2 separate regions of the Mus musculus genome follow, and region 2 is linked to region 1. A link is a contact called in public HiChIP or PLAC-seq data. All regions are on one chromosome and are shown on one strand. Each heading gives the region's core, a stretch centred on a gene start, on an enhancer-like site or on the middle of the called end of the contact. The rest is flanking DNA. Distances are from core to core; before and after follow the strand shown.

Region 1 (4,904 bases), core at 1,319-3,818:
TAAATATGTGACTTATTTTAAATTATTTCTATTTGTGTATATATATGTGTGTGTGTGTGCGCATGCTTGTCTGTATGTGCATCATTGCATGAACTACTTAGGGATGAGAAGGTCAGAAGATACTATTGAGTTCCTTAGAACTGGAGATATAGGCAGTTATGAGACTCATGATGTGGAGTTGGAAACCAAACCTGGGTCCTTTGCAAGAGCAACAAGCCCTCCTAAGTTCTGAGTTACATTCTCAGCCCCTTATTACTTGATTTTTTACCTCTATACCTGCATATCCCTGGTAGCTAAAATTGCTATTTTTTTCAGATATTCACTGGTAATGTGTGTATCTTCTTTTAATGAGTATTTGTTTAATTCACTTTAATCATTTATTGGTAGAACTAGTTATTCTGGTGTTTGATATTTTGTGTTTTTCATATATTCTGGATATTAGTACCATGCCACATGAACGGCTGTGCAGATTTTCTGCTGTTTTATAGACTGTCATTCACTTCTTTGCGACAATCTTGTCTCTGTAATTGCATGTCTCTCCGTCTGTCAGTTCTTACTGCTATTTCCTTAGCTACTAGGGTTTGACTCACAATGTTGTTGCCTGTGCATGTGTGGTATAGTTTCTCCTGTGCTATCTCTAGAAGATTCAAATGTCCATGGTCTCTGATTTATTTTGAGTTGATTTTTTTCGTACAATGTTTTGTCCTTCAATATATGGAATTTTCCTACTATCACTTGATAAAGGGGCTTTTCTTTATCCTTCATACACTTTTGGCACTTTTGTTGAAAATTACATGGTTGTAGTTCCATAAGATTATTGCTGGGTCTTGTGTTCTAATTTCATTGATCTGTGTCACTATGGCTCTGCGGTATAATTTGAAGACAATTATTGTGATACTTTCAACATTGCTATTTCTACTTGGATTGGATCTTTTGTGCTTCCATCTGGGTTTTAGAATTGGAGACATGGGAAATCTGCGAGTATATCATACTTTAGAAGAGAGACCTAACTATCAGTAGTCTTGGTTAGAAGGGCAAAGTCTTCCCCATACAATGCAGGACACCAGCAGTAAAGCTTATTTTTAAAGTATGGAGAGTGGATGTATTAGTCAGGATTCCCTAGAGTCGCAGAACTTATGGAATGCCTGTATATATTATGGGAATTTATCCTAATGACTTAGAGTCTGTAGTTCAACTAATCCAACAACGGGAAGCTGTGAATGGGAATTCTAAGAATCTAGTAGTTTCTTAGTCCCATGAGGCTAGTTGATTCAGCTGGCCTTCTATTTAACCTGGAATCCTGAAGAAGTAGGCTCCAACAGATGTGCTGGCAAGTAAGTGCAAGCAGATGAGGAAGAGTGAATCTTCCTTCTGTAGGCCTCCAACAGAAGGTATGGCCCAGATTAAAGGTGTATACCACCATGCCTGGATAGAACTTGCTCTTTCTTAGGCTGGTCTTGAACTCAGAGATCTGCTTGCCTCAGTCTCCTGGGATTAAAAGCATGTACTACCTTGCCTGGGCCTAAGTTTTTATTGCCACTATGCCTCAAGATCTGGATCACAGGTGTGCCCTCCAGTTCTGGATTGTAGTTCATTCCAGATGTAGTCAAGTTGACAACCAGGAATAGACATCACAGGAGGTTTCTGCCATGTGGGTGAATTTAAGGTAAAATTAGCATTAGAGATGGAGATGAGGATGGATGCTCAAGATGTTCATAAAGGCTCTCAGTTTACTCCTTGGCTATGTAGTTGAACTTATATCTTATGGAGAAACAAGTGCAGGCTGCAGACCACACCTGGGAAAAGGCAATTACAAGTCACCCTCACCTTTCTAAAAAGACAATGGGAGGAGTTTTACTCTTTGTGTATGTGTGTCCACACTCATGTGGGTATGTGTGCACAGAATAGACACTGAGAGAGCTCTATTGTTGATCGTCTTAATTTTTTAAGACTCGGTCCCTTACTGAACCTGGCATCCACTGATTAACCAGACTGGCTGACCAATAAACTCGCAGAATCGTTTTGTCTCTCTCTTCCTGACACTGGGGTTACAGGCGTGTACCACTTTGACAGGATTTGGATTGGGGTTTTCTGAATCTGAGTGCAGAACCTCACACCTGCACAACAGACACATCATATCTGAACCGTCTCCTCAAGTTCTGTGCAGGGGTGCATTTTGAGGAAACATCTACTCTGCAGTCTAGTGAGGGTTCTGATCACTCTGGACTGGTTTATTCATCTGAGTAAATTTACCCTCTGCTCCACCTAAGCCCAGACTTACCCAAGAGAAACCACAATGGCCACTCATCACAAGGGACACTAGATAGAGCCACAGTTTCACAAGCTCAGCTTCAGGTTTCTACACTCCAGTACCGTTGTTCATTCTCCAACCTTCGATCCAAGTTCATTAAAATCCCTGAAACTACCCTTGTCTCCCAGAAGGAGGGGTAGTAACGGAAATTGCATTGAAGCCCTAAATCCCCAATGCCCAAGCTTAATCGAATGGACATATTTCATTAAACAAACACCGCTGCCATCTGCCGTGCTCCAATTAGGAATGCATGAGGAACATATTTCTCAATTACGTTGGAGATTTCTAGACCCAAAGGCCCTGGCAAGCAGCCTCTCCTCAGGCACTACTGGGAATGGGGGTGGGGGGGGGAGACCAGCCTCCAGCTCACTGTGGCTCGTGTTCTTTCTGCCTTCTCTCTGGTTCCCTCTACTAAGCTCTTACCACACTCTCTTGAGTTAAGGCAAAACCCAAACAATTGCCTTGCATTCCAATCTAAAATCATTGCTATAATGAATTTACCTGGTTATGGCAGCTGATCTGGGCTATTTTATCTAGACTCTAGAGCCGTTTTATTAAGTGGACTCTCTGGTCTATAGATACAGAGCCTGTGGCTGATAGATCCTTGGTGACTTACCAAGGTTCTGCCACTTATGAGAGGTTGAGCTGAAGTTGGAACCCAAGCTGTCTGATGTCAGAACTCAAGTTCTTACCCACTGTGCTTCTGGTTCACATGGGAAGACAATACATAGAGGGTGTGAGGAGGGTGAGCCTCTTCCAGAATGCTCTTGGTCTGAGGATTTCTGGGTTTGAGGCCAGCCTGGTCAACAAAATGAGTTCCAGGACAGCCAGGGCTATACAGAGAAACCCTGTCTCAAAAAACCAAAAAAAAAAAAAAAAAAAAAGAATAATTCCATCAGTGTAAGCAGAGACAAAAGAGTTGAGGATAGCTGGTAAGTATAGGAGGTGGAACCTGGTTTCCTGAGTCTGAACCCCATTATATGGATGTAGTCCCCATGCTGGTGAGGTGTCCTGGAACTACAGAGAAAGATGCCACATCCGGTTACCTATTTGTCTCCATTCCCAAACAGCTTGATTACTAACCCTTCAACCTCTGTCTACCATGCATTTCTGGATCCTCTTTTTCTTTGCCCTGAGTCTCTCATTATTCTGGTAAACTTTTTGGCCCATGCTATTGTCCTTAAAGTCCTTAACTCCCTGATCTCACAGCCTTGTCTTCACTGTTGGAGGTAACGTTGCCATCTGTTTTACAGGGTGAAATAGAGACGCTCTTCCAGGCATTTCTTATCAGCCTCTGTCTCCAGCTAATTCCCTGCCATCTCAGTGAAATCATCAAATTAGCCATGGAGGCTTATTCAGCATGTTTTATAAATCGGTCACAACCAAAATCATACAGCCATCAGCTCAGCTTGCTCCTGTTCTATGCCAACACCCACACCCACACAAGATTCTCCACCGATGCATGACAAGACACACAAAATGATACAAGGGTGAAAGTGTGCAGCCACTCACCCTAGACCTTCACACCCTTGATGGTAGTCACTGTAGAGTGAGAAGAAAGAAAAGAACAAACATTGGGTGAAGAAGGTGAGCCAGGGTCACTCTGAGGACTGAACTGAAGGTGAGAGAGCCCACTCTACACCACAGCTCATCCTGCCCTGTGATTTTCTGCCCTCGAAATAAGCTCACTCTGCCTTGAAGTCTCATAGCTTTAGACAGGACTCCTCTTCTTTGAGGGTTGGTATATTCTTTGAATGACAGATATCAACTGCATGAGCAGTGTGGGGTTTGGGATTTCTTCTTCTGGAAGCCTCTATGTCCCCCAGCTTGTCTCTTAAGGTCTTTTGTTGTTGTGTGACTCAATGGATCCCAGTAGGGTTACATATAAGGACATGAGTGAGGTGTTGTTTACAGAAACACGGGCAGCAGGCCAGTAGTCACACTGCCCCATCCTTGCATGACCTTGCAAGATGGATCTGACTTGGTCAGCTAGCAATTGAAGAAATGACAGAAAAACAGACATAGAAAAGCAGAAATTGGGTGGGCAGGGCTCTCTGATAGGCAAGCCTGAAACTTCCCATCCCTGGAAGTGCAGAGTATTTAATATATAGCTGAACAAGGAGGCAGGTCTAGCTAATCTTGGCAGGAGCACTCTCTGTAGGGGAGCAGTCTGAGGGCTGCAAACATCCCTTGAGAGAAAGCTACAGTGAATACTTTCTGCACACGGCCCACATATTCCCACTCTGACCAGGAGGGAAGGCTTTGACATTTTCCCATGGGCTTGAAGCTTTGGCCTTTGACACGGCTGTGCCCACATCAACAACACACATCCACCTGGGACTGCCTCTGTTCCCCATACTAGACTAATGAAGGCAAATTGACCTCTTTACCTCCAGCCATTAACCACTTGAAGATTAGCAGGTTGTATGGGATCTCATGAAAGGGTAATAGGGTTTGAATGCGATCAAGACACATAACATCAAAGTATGAACATTCCATAATGAAATACACTTTAGTGTCTAGTCAATATATGTTGATAAAGGACTTTGATAAAGATACCCCTTGTATTATCTATGTGATCTAGTTATTATTT
Region 2 (4,904 bases), core at 1,289-3,788, 120 kb after region 1:
ATAAACAACTATATATATATATAAACACCTAGCTGTGTGTGTATTAAAGTGCCAGCTCTACTTTGTGTCCTCTTCCCAGCTATCCTTATACTACCCCTTCATCTTCTTTATACCAGCTAGAACAAACACAGTATTTTCTGTGTGGTAACAGCGTCCCCTCAGTCTGGACACGTGTCACTCCATCCAACATGAGTCTTCTCCTTGATTTGAAAAGAACTAATGCACTAGTAGCCATTTTCAAGGGTCCTTTATGGCAGGAAGTGATGTTTTAAAAATCTATCTATCTATCTATCTATCTATCTATCTATCTATCTATCTATCTATCTATCTATCTATCTATTGTGTGTGCATATGCGTGTGCACATGCATGTGTTTGTGTGTGTGTGTCTCTGTGTGTGGGTGCTCATGTCTGTGCACCTACCCACCCACACACATGTGTATGGAGAGCCCTCAGAGGCTAGAAGATGATCTTGGATCCTCTGGAACTGGAGTTTCAGGTGGTTTTGCCACCAGACATGGATCCCTGAGCTATCTCTCCAACTCAGGACTAGAAAGAATTACTGTAGATCTCTCCTATTCCAATTAAGAATTCTCCAACTCTTTATCAAGGGTCCAGATAGCACATGTATTTACTAGATTTGTTGGGTGACATGAGTATACTTCTCCTTGGGTGTATAGGGCATAATCGTATAACTCATCAACTGTCATATCCACTCATTATTTGCTGAATAATTATTAACTTTATATCAGTTTATTTGCCAGTACTGACAACTTTATACAGTAACCATTATTGTTTCTTTTGTTATAAATGAGGATTCTGGGAATTTAAAATCACAAACGTGGCCCATGTCAGCCTGTTAGTAACAAGGCTGAGATTTGGGTCTGGGTGGCATGACTTTATAGCTCTTAACTGTACAGACTCCCTCACCTCCATCAACTTGAAATGTACCTCATTGTACCTACTCTGTCCTGAGAAGGGGCAAGTTGAGAAAGGATTTATTTTGCCTTTTGATTTATGAGGATACAGACCAGTGTGGAAGGGAAGACATGGCCAAATTCATGGCAGCAGGATCTTGCAGCTGAGATACTTAACATCTTGATGGCCAGAAAAAGGAAAATACAGACTGGAAATGGGGCTGAGTTGTACATCCTCCTACCCCACTCCCCCATAACCCACTTCTTCCTCCACTGAGACTCTGCCCTCTAAGGACTCCACAGTCTTTCCTAACAGTGCCACCAGCTGGGCACTGGGTGTTCAAGCCTGTGAGGGTACATTTTACATCCAAATCTTAGCACCTCATAAATCCTTGGTGACCAAGCCATAAAAGCTTATCTCCTGTTCCCACAAAAACCTTCAGCTGTTTGAAGACGGCCATTGCCAGCTTTCCTAGTGCTCTCCTAAGTCATATTTGTCCTGTTTCTTTTCTGAGTGTTACCCCCTTAGGCAAGGTGCTCAGAAGATGGTGGTATGTCCCATAGCTTGCTCTGAGTCATTTCAGCGATGCTGTGACAAACCCTATTCCCTTTAGAGCATGTTCTGCAATGGCAACAACTGGGTAGAGATTTTGGAGGTGAGACATCCATTCCAATCCCAGCATACCCTTTTGCTAGCTGTGTGATCTTCAGCAAGTCCTGGAGTGTCCTGCCTCAGTATCTTCATCTCTAAGATACAGAGCCTGGATCCATCCTGCCCAGGATCCTCCTCCAAGACTGGTAGGAGACTCATTTGCTATAATGGATGGGAGTGTGTTAGCAGATGGGCGAGAGCTCTATCAATGTCAGTTATTTTTAGCTGACGCATCCTGGTGTTGACACAACCTGGGTGAGCATTTGTACAGAGATGAGCTGAATTCAGCCCTAAAGAAAGCAAAGGAAAGGGACTGTGGAGGCATCTAGCCAACACGAGGAGATCCTGCATGGATGTGGTGTGCAGGGATATTGGGAAAAGATGGACCTGAATGTTCAGCCCAGGTCTGGGGAAAGTTGCCCTGGTCCACAAGGTCAGTGGGAACCAGGAGCATGGCATCTGATCTGGTGACCCCAGATGCTGGACTCTCCTATTTCTTCCAATGAAATGGTAGTGCAGCCATTTCCCACCTCTCCTCCTCCTATCCCACAAGGCTAATTATTATAAAAATTCTCTGTCATTGCTTTGCAACGGTCCACAGCCTAACTAATTTAAAAATGCAAATGAATGCTAAATTACAGTTAGGTTTAGAGTTGGTTCCCTGCCCACGTACCTAGAGATGGTAGGCGTTATTTCTGTGGTTGGAAATCAATCTTCGGTGCCCCGGGGTGACTTGATAACGGCCAGTGGCACCACTGCTGATGTCACGAGGTGCTGGGCTGATGGAGTTCTGCAGCATGGGGGACTATCAATCTTAACCTGTCTCTGCCTCTGCAGCGGCATACTGCAGCGGCTCTGGGATTTTTCCGGAAGGGGCCCTCCCTCTGCCATCTGTCAGCCCAGGGATGAGCTTGGTTCTAGTGGTTGGGCAGCTCTGCCTTCAGAACACCCCTCCTCACTGTGAGCTTGGAGGCTGAAAGCTGTTTGGTGATTATGCTGAGGATGAGGCACAGGGATTGCTGTCAGTAAATGGAGTGATTAGCATAGTCCAGAGTGCATTGTGATAGGTCAGGGGCTTACCCTGGAAAATGGGCTCATTAGAACTGCAGTCCACAAATGCATTACAAAAACCAGACAGACAGACAGACAACCCCTAGCCTCTTGGTTGGTTTTTTTTGTTTGTTTGTTTTTGTTTTTGTTTGTTTGTTTGTTTAATCATACTGGGGTTTGGAAAAAGCTGTGGCCCAGGGTAAAACAATAGGCTATTGGGTCAGAAAAAAGTCAAAGGAAACTTCTGGGCTAGTAGTGATTTTAACCTTTTCTGTGCAGTAGAGTCACCTGGGAAGCACTGAATGTTTGGCTCAAACTAGAAGCCTCACCCTCCATGACGTTTTTCCAATGACTGACGTTAGACCAGACTACAGTGCTGTTTGAAATCTCCAATAGATTCCAGGATGCAGCAAAGTTAGGATCATTGCTCCAGTCAGCCTCTGGACGTCCTGGTGGGAACAGTGTGGCCACAGAGAGGCTATCTCTAAAAGTAGTGAGAGCATAGGAGAGTCAGGGGCTCAGACAGGATAAGAACCAAGACTATTTCACCACTAATGGAGGTTCCTTTTCTGTGTTGAACCATTGGTAACCCCATTCCTCTGAGCTTTGCTTGATCCTGTGACAAAGTGACTCTGGGTGGTCTGGTTTCTTACAGGGCAGCGTCTTACTCTTCTCTTACTCTAGCTAGTGATCCTGAATTTGAGTCCCTGCTGCAGATTCTCCTGCCCCATGTTTCCGAGGTGTACCTTGGCCACCGAGAGAAGAGTGGCTTGGAAGCAGACTGCTCTTTTTAGCACTAGCTCTAAATACAGTTATACAGGGACCAAGAACAATAAACGAAACTTCTTCAGCTCCTGTTCCTTCCTCCTGATCCAGTGTGTGGAACCAAATCAAAATGCCTGGCTGAGAATGGAACTGGCTTTCAAACCACAGTCCAGTGCTGGGCAGGAGGACATTGGCAAACACTTGACTTACTAATTGAACAATGTAAACATAAATACTCCACTGCCTTTCCCCTTGCCCCTCTAGCCCCAACATGATTTACTCATTAGTCCTTAATATTTGCTTGTGTGAGAATTTCTGTATAACAGTCTATACCTATTTCTAATCATAGACAATGGGGCAGTAACAACTAGCTTACAGAACAAAATGTCTTATACTGTTCCTACAAATTTAGAATTTGAAAAAAATAGAACTTAAAAAAACTTATCATACATGTCTGTGTTTATTTATGTGCACAGAAAAAATAGAACTTAAAAAACATATCATACATGTGTGTGCTTATTTATGTGCATGCACATGTCACACCACAGTGTGCCTGGGTAGGCCAGAAGGTGACTTGTAGGAGTCAGTTCTTGCCTTCTTCCTTGTTGGTTCTGGGTATCAAAATCAGCTCATCAAGCCTTGTGGAAATCACTGCTACCTTCTAATTCTTCTTGCTGACCCAGAACTTCATTTAGATGAGTATCAATATATATGTATGATGTGTGTCACACAGATGCTATTTGTTTATTTGCAGTGCTGGGTATTGAACATAGGGCCTTGTGTATGGCAAGCAAGTACCTTATCACTGAGTTGAATCAGCCTCATTACATATCTATCTATCTATCTATCTATCTATCTATCTATCTATCTGTCTATCTACCATTTATCTATCTGTGTGTGGTATAAGAAGAACATAAGGGGTGAGATCAACACCAGCCAGTGGTTATGTTACTCTTGGGATTTATCTATACATGAGCTACAATTCCGAGAATATTTTCCATTTGAAAGATATGGTGACATCATTCAACCTCATACCTTAAGTGAGGCACCTATCTACATCTTCTTAGCTGTAATTCAGCAACAAATTGCCTACTTGATAGGGTTTGAACAACATGAGCTTCTGATTCCTGGCTTAGGTAAATGGCAGTGGCTAGGATGAAGGCACAGTCCAGAGAGTCAATGACAGATGTTTATGGACATGTGCTAGGTGGTGCCCTGGATCTGAGGGTTACCCTTTTCTTGAAATAGACACACAGGCATATCCCTGTTATTTTAGCATGTGTGGTGTAGAGGAGACAGTCAGTACTTAGACCAGCAGCAAGTGGCTAAATGATCGTGGATAGAGAAGGTTGGATAGATAGAATGTTGAGTAGAGGAAACTGATTTGGAGGAGAGGCACATCAGCTACACAGAGATGAGGACAGTGCCACGTGGGTGTAGGAACAAGAGCCACTGTGTAAGGAGGAAGAGGGATAGGGCTCCTGATGGAGGAGCAGATTTCCTGGAGGAGCAGAGATGGAGT

The links. HiChIP or PLAC-seq counts read pairs in DNA pulled down with a chosen protein or histone mark.
Region 2: a PDX1 HiChIP or PLAC-seq map of a beta-TC-6 cell line shows a contact between it and region 1, with 11 times the contacts expected there. The contact joins two enhancer-like sites. A contact is called at or near these places in 1 of 15 datasets of contacts at CTCF or cohesin (embryonic stem cells), 16 of 484 Hi-C or Micro-C datasets (cerebellum, embryonic stem cells, granulocytes and 1 more) and 1 of 115 datasets of contacts at active chromatin or transcription factors (a beta-TC-6 cell line).

The regions. Positions count from the first base shown.
Region 1 is chr11:55,856,838-55,861,741 of GRCm38.p6, forward strand. The region is part of intron 1 of LOC105244170 (a long non-coding RNA gene); the gene reads left to right. Among named protein-coding and RNA genes, the nearest start is that of Nmur2, 180 kb to the right of the region's middle. Within about 2 kb of position 2,569, at least 1 of the 459 cell types and tissues checked has an H3K27ac peak or open chromatin away from gene starts, as enhancers often do.
Region 2 is chr11:55,972,228-55,977,131 of GRCm38.p6, forward strand. All of the region lies in intron 1 of LOC115485826 (a long non-coding RNA gene), which reads left to right. Among named protein-coding and RNA genes, the nearest start is that of Nmur2, 66 kb to the right of the region's middle. Within about 2 kb of position 2,539, at least 19 of the 459 cell types and tissues checked have an H3K27ac peak or open chromatin away from gene starts, as enhancers often do.